Regions from separate parts of the Zea mays genome. Here region 1 is linked to region 2. Evidence: chromatin contacts called from public Hi-C data. All regions are on one chromosome and are shown on one strand. Each heading gives the region's core, a stretch centred on a gene start, on an enhancer-like site or on the middle of the called end of the contact. The rest is flanking DNA. Distances are from core to core; before and after follow the strand shown.

Region 1 (3,701 bases), core at 1,053-3,552, 210 kb before region 2:
GAGCGGGTGCACAACGGAGGAAGAACTCCGACCAGAAATTCCCAGCGCTTGGATCATCCCCTCGAGCCCGATACTTCGTGTACACGATCCAAACATCTTGATGAACGCCCACAACCCTTCCCCTGCCACCAATCGCCGCCGCATGCTCGGAACAACGTCGACGTTAGTTTGCCTCTCCTTCCTCTGTTCCGCTCGGCGACCACCGGTAGCGCGAGGTTCCCTGCTGGTAGTGCCAATGGATGAGGATACAGGGAGGGGGGGGTAGAAATCGGTTTATATGGCCCACGGAAGAGGGAATCTCGGCCAGGTAATTCACAGCTGGCCGCAACAACCTCGCGGTGGGTACGACTGCGAGTTTGTTTCGATCCGAAGGGAGGAGAAGCTCCTGTTCTGAGGGGTCCACTTGTCTGCGGTCGTAGGAACCTGAGCGTGGCACATTGATCACTGACCCGAGCGGCCGACGTGTCAGCGACTTGTAGTTAGGGATGTGTACCCGGTGAAGAAAAGAAAAGGAGAGCGGGAGAGCGGACCGACTCGTGGAAATTGGCTCAGGTAGCAGGTTACCCTTTTCCCTTTTTATTTTCTATTTTCTATTTCTTATTTCTATTTCAAGATTTTCAGGTTTTCACTTCAAATCTAAATCTCGGTTTGAAGTCCAAAGTTCATATTAAATGCAAAAGCATAAATCCAGCATGATGCAAAGTATATTTTTGTTATCATTATTATGTTATTATTATTAAAAAATTATTCATAATCACTACTCTTCTTAAACAAATAATATGCATAAATAGGGAATTAAATGATCAGGAATTCCACCATATATATTATTTAAGAAAATAGTTTAAGTGCATATTCAAAACTGAATATTTACTATTTATTTAACTTTAGTAAACAAGTTTCATTTCATAATTTTATTAAAAGACACTTTAAAGTATAAATTTCTAAAGAATTTTACTAGGTCCCAAAATTAGGATTTTTAGGGTGTTACACGGTCGTTCACATGCTCTCATTGACTTTGGAGCGCTTAGCTTTTGAAGCTTCGTGTGTATCGAATCATTTCTCTTTAACTTTGAAGCGTTTATGGTCTGTTTGATTCGCGGCTAATTGTAACATACTTTGTCTAAAGTTAGTCGTCCGAATTTAAAAACTAACCTTAGACAAAAAGTTAGGTAAAATATGTTAAGTTAGGCAACGAACCAAATATAATATTATGACTTAGCCTTTGAAGCTTCCTATGTATCGAATCATTATTGGGTTGGACTGCGTGCTTGGACCGCTCCAGCATAGCATCACGATCAGATGTTGAAATTGAAAGAGGCCCAACATGGAACAAGGTCCAGTACAACCTTCTCCGCTTTCAGATTGCATTTCTGTTTTGGCTGCCACCATCAATGAAGAAATTAGCTGCAGTTGCTAGCTGCCTAATTCAATCTAACGGTGCGTTTGGATACCTTCATTTTAGAGGAATTGGAATTCACTCAATAAAATAACTTATTTAGTTTGAATTTTGACATTCCACCACTTTCCAAAGTTCAGATATAAGCCTATCTCAAATTCATGTGGTGGAGGGTTAGAAATGATTTTATGCATTAGTAGAATTTGTTTCTACCCTGTAACTTACATGACACTCTTCGTCTCACTCCTCTATAGTAAAAATGTAGCACATAAATATCTCCGACATCTTGTTAATAATAGTATACAAATATATTTTACATAAAATCGAATGAGCTTAATTGATATATGCCTAAATTACTATTATTTGAATGAAATTCAATTCCAATGATTCAAACGGGGCGTAAGAGATTTTATTTTGTCTTATCGTTTGTTTTCCTTTCCGTATCCATGCATTGCGCCGTATTTATTTTTAACACGTATATACAGTATATGCCTGATAATCTTTTGATATTGCTTTTGCTAGCACCGAATTTCTGTGTCAGCTACCTTTCAATTTCTTTCGTGTGAACAATCTATCTGACGGTGCCAGTTGCTGTGGTATGGGTATAAAAAAATACAGAAACCAACAAACAGTACACGTGCTCTGTTACAATGTATACATGTATTGTTGTTTGTTACTGCCATCCAATGTTCCTTCTCAAAAGTACTAATCGTAAAGCATGCAGCTTCATTGTAAAGGTATACGATTTATAAGAGAGAAAAAAGGACAAAAAAGTAAATTAAATTGTCGACACATCTCTGCCTTTCCTTCACAAGTGCACACTTTCCAATTCAGTTCAATTTTCATTCGAATTCGTTTTCGTTTTTCGTTCTTTTTTGTTTTTCCCCATTCTCACACGAACAAGACGAACACGTTCGTCCCCATCGCCGTGTTCTTCGCGCCGCCGCTGCCCACCGATCGAATCCGCCCGCCGCCTCCCAGTAACCTCCGGATCCCTACTCCTCCAAGCTTCTGTACATCTCATCCTATTCGATTTGTCTCTCGATTGCCATCATCAGTCGCAACCCAGATATGAGTTTCACTACCAAATTCTAGGGTTTGGGGCATATGGCCTCGTGGGTTTGGGAGTGTGATCGACGGGCAGTGTAATTTAATAATTAGCTAGGATGTCAAGAGATGATCACGTTGAAATCTAAGTCTTGAAGAGATGATTGCGGAGAAGCCAAACTGGATTCGTCACGAGGGCCTACAGATCTTCTCCATCGACATCCAGCCCGGCGGCCTCCGCTTCGCCACTGGCGGCGGCGACCAGAAGGTATTATGTGTTGTTTGTTTTTCCTTTACTTGCTTCTAGTTTAGTCCGAGGCTCCGAGCTCAGCGCTGTATTTTTCCCTTTCTCTTTTATCTTCTCCATTGATATTTTTTCCTGCTGGCTTGCCTTGTCCTCTTTCTCAGTACTATAATAGGTTAATATTTGCGTGCTAATTGTGCTTCAGTGATATCCCGAGTTGAAAGTATTTGGAGGTTAAGGATTGCAAGTAGGCAGGGGTGGACTTGGTGCCAGGTGACCCCAGCTGGCTGGGCTCCTCAGCAAACACGCAATATTGAAACAGATTTTTTTATAGCAAACATTCATCATAGTAGATTTGCCTAAGCTCTAGAACTCTCTTGAGTTCACCACTGCTAGTAGTTTATGAGCATTTGTTTGCATTCTTGGGTCCAGCTTGTTCGGTTAAGGTATTATTTTGGGTGTACTGGCTACCTATTGGGTGTGTGTGTGGGAGGGGGGGGGGGGGGGGGGTACTCCATCCAGGCATATTTTGTTTAGTTCTAACAATTCTCTGCTCGTACATAACCTTGTAATTAGTGAGTATATCCGATGCAATTAGTGACTAGATTTTCAACCGGGAAATATTGTGCGGTCACTACTCATCCTCCCAAATTTTAATCTCATAGGTTTCACTTTGTTGTTTTTAGTCCATATTAGCTAGCATGTTGCATTATAATTAAATAGCTTATTGAGTGTTCGTCAAACATAAGGTTTTGCATTGATATGATTCTTAATCAGAATATTGGTAATTTCATTGTTGGGTTATAATAAAAAATTTAAAGATTTAGTTGGTTGTGATTTCTTGTCATGTTAACGCATATTTGTTTGTAACTCGTTATGTTACACTGAGGTGTGACCAGTGTTTCATATTTTCCTTTCATCATTCATATGTGATCTAAAGGGTAGGCCTAGTGCAGTGGTGAGAGCCGTCTCACTAAGTCAGGCCGTGGCTTCGAAGCAGCTTCTCCGCATGTG
Region 2 (3,218 bases), core at 300-2,799:
CGGGGAGTTGCTCAGAAATCTGGAGGCGGCCGTTAGAATAACAAAGTTGGTGGTGGAGCTCTTAGGGTACAACATAACCTTCGAGCCCAGGACAACAATCAAATCACAGGTGCTGGCTGATTTCATCGTAGACTGGACAGGGCCTTCGGAACTGCAGCAGGGTCATGCAGAAACAGTCTGGACAATCCACTGTGATGGAGCATGGTGTCACGCAAGCGTCGGTGCTGCAGCAACTATTACATCACCTGTCGGACTCAAATACAGATACACCGCACGTCTCAGCTTCGCACTTGAGTCAGATAAATGCACAAACAACATCGCCGAGTATGAAGCAGTCATTCTAGGACTCCGCAAACTGAGAGCCCTTGGCGTGACCACCTGCATCATCAAAACTGATTCCAAGGTCGTCGCCGACTAGATCGAAAAAGAGTACTCTTCCAAAGAGCATGTGCTAATGCAGTATCTTAACGCCATTTGAAGCTTCAAGAAACAATTCAAAGGTTTCACTCTACAACACATCAAGAGAAACAAGAACAAAGAGGCTGACACATTAGCCAAATCAGTAGCGAAGGGCGAACCCTTGCCTTCCGATGTACTTTATCACATAGTCGGCACACCAGCCGTAAGAAACCCTAAGGTCTGCAAATAACACAGGACGCCGACCGACATCAGATAGTCAATCTGATAATGGCTGAAGACTGGCGGGCTCCAATCACCCTATATCTTCAGGGCCACTACCACCCATTTGATCACAGCGAAGACAAAAGGCTAAAACACAGAAGCAGAGACTTCGCTGTAACACCCCAGGTGTTTATATTCCGCTCGACAACGAGTACGGATTTAAGCACGTGATATAAGTGAATAAGACGGACACTAAGGTCTAATTATTTTCGCCTATCGCGATTTTAATATCGCATCTGTTTTGTCTGTCGCGAGTGCGACGTCGTTTTTATTTTTATCTGTCTGGGCTCTTCCAAAATTTTCGTGTTGTTCGGAACATAGTCGTTCCGAAAATTGGTGCGTCCGATGATTATTTAAAATTCATCGCCGCGCGAATCCGAATTCGGAAGCGCGACCTCCTTTTACGCTTTTTATCCCGAACAAATGAATTTGAACTCGACGACTACGTCTTCAGAGTAAAATAATTTAATCCCCTTCTATCAAACACGACATCGCGTCTACAGATTTTTAATTAAATTGTTCTCTAACCAAGTGTTCGAATAGCGGACGGAATTTGTCTAAAATCAACTGAATCAGATGTAGATTATCGAAGACGAAATCAGTCCTTTTCGGGCTATCGTTTCTCGCCCGGATCCAATTTTTCGAATATAAGTAATTGGTAAATAAGTTGGCTCGCTGAATTCAGAGAATGAAATGTGAATTCGTGTAGCGTGCAGACCCAATATGCATCGTTAAAAATCGTGATTCAAACAAATATCTGCAAATTTCTTTATTTAAAAAAAACACAGAAAATTCTAAAGAAATTCCCAACCCGTTCCTATCCCTTGCTGCCGTGGCTGGGGATTTTCCCTTCGAGCTCATCCCCTACGCCACTCAAGCGAAAAATCCCGCCGCCCCCTGTTCCGTTTTATCACGCGCGCAGTCTTCTGCACTGCGCCCAGCTTCTTCTTCCAGCTCGTGAATCCCTGCTCGCCGCGCGCCCCTCTCATCTTCCTCCCTCTGCTCGGCTTCCGGCTCGCGGGTCTCCCTCCCCAGCCCCCTGGGCGCGCGCCTAGCAGCTGCTCTCTGAGCTCGCGCGCCCCTGGTCCGAGCTTCCTGCTGTGCTCGTCCGGCACCCTGCTCGCCATTGCAGCTCGCGCCCAAGCTCTCCGTGCTCGCGCCTCCGGCCATCTGCAGCTCGCCGGAGCTTCCTGTTCGGCCGCGCCTCTGCTCGCCGTGGAGCTTCATTTCTCCAGTCGTCGCCCCCCACCCCCCCGTTTCCCCTGCTCGATCAGCGCCCATCTCCATGGCTGCTGCGTCAAGTTCCGAGCTCGCGCCCATGCCGCGCGCTCCTCTCCTGCTATTCCTACGGCGCCCAGTTCCAGTGCAGCGGTCTCCCAGCTTCCTGTGCCCGACCGTCCGCTTCCCATGACCGGTGCTCGGCCCTAGCTCGATTTGGTCTTCAGCTTTCCGCACGCGCGGATCCGCCGTCACGTCTTGCTCTCTGGTGGTCGAGCTCGCCCAGCTCGCCTCCTGTCTTCAACCATGTCGGCCTCCCTGGATTGTTCACAAACTCCGCCACTCGATGCCGCGTCTCCAGCACCAGCGTCCCTGCTCCCTGTTCCTCCATGGCTGCGTCGCGTGTGGTCCGTTGTTCCTGCGCGTGCTGCCGCGAAGCTCCCTGTTCAGTTCTCCTCCGTTGTGTTGTCGTGCGCGCGAAACTGCTTGCAGTCGACATCGAGTCCGTAACGCGCGTGCTGGACACGGTGAAACGCTGCGTGTGTTTGTGTCCGAGCCCGCCCGACTGTGACCTCGCTTTGCTTCTCGTGTCGCTGCGTGCCCTGCTCCACTGTGTCGATCCGTCCATCTCCCTGAGTCCGTGCGCGCGCAGCTTCCTCAAGTCGTTGTGTGCCCAGCTCGCTCCAGCTCGCCGGTCAAGCTTCTCCCTCACGCTCGGATCCGACCGTTAACGCCCAGTCATGTGTTCTTTTTCCCAGCTCGGATCTCGTCAGCCACCATTCTCTAACCCGTGTGTCGGTCGGCGTCGTGGAGTTTTGGTTTGATCGGCTCGTCGTTGACCTCGTCGGTGTCGTCGAACCGTGTTCTTCCCTACTTGATCTCGTCGAACCCTGAATCCCGGACGTTATGCAGAAATAAGCGAGGTCCCTGTGCATCGCTTATCAAGTGCTCGGTCGAAGACTTCAATCGAAGGTCGTCGTCGTTCCGCGCGTCATCAAGAAATCCCAAGAATCGGGTGAAGACGAAGCTAGCAGCGTGGTGTTCACCAAGTGCTCGACAAAAGCTCGAACAAGCCGTTGATCGTCATCCTCGTCTACGCCAAGCTCTGAGAAGATTAGGCGCAGATGAAAATAAATCAGTACGCGACCGAAAAATTCTAGATGCGGACAAAGAAGAAGCGTGATTCGACGCAGCACTCACCCTATTTCCGGTGAAATGCTGAGCCGAAAGGCGTCGTCGATTTCGTGGTTTCAAGTCGGATATCATAAGGGTAAGTTGATTCGTATTCCAGTCAACTAAGTCTATAAATAGATTAAATA

The links. A called contact is a pair of places that touch in the nucleus more often than the background predicts.
Region 1: a Hi-C map of leaf shows a contact between it and region 2, with 5 times the contacts expected there. The contact joins the promoter of LOC100384176 here to the enhancer-like site in region 2. A contact is called at or near these places in 2 of 25 Hi-C or Micro-C datasets (both in leaf).

What each region holds. Positions count from the first base shown.
Region 1 is chr7:63,334,072-63,337,772 of Zm-B73-REFERENCE-NAM-5.0, reverse strand. LOC100384176 (homolog of histone chaperone HIRA) reads left to right here and starts at 2,302. Exons shown (of 10, transcript NM_001362248.1): 1 at 2,302-2,711. The coding sequence starts at 2,604.
Region 2 is chr7:63,128,717-63,131,934 of Zm-B73-REFERENCE-NAM-5.0, reverse strand. No RefSeq gene overlaps it. Among protein-coding and RNA genes, the nearest start is that of LOC100277016, 82 kb to the left of the region's middle. Within about 2 kb of position 1,549, at least 4 of the 20 cell types and tissues checked have an H3K27ac peak or open chromatin away from gene starts, as enhancers often do. A contact at or near this core is called in leaf, where this site is marked.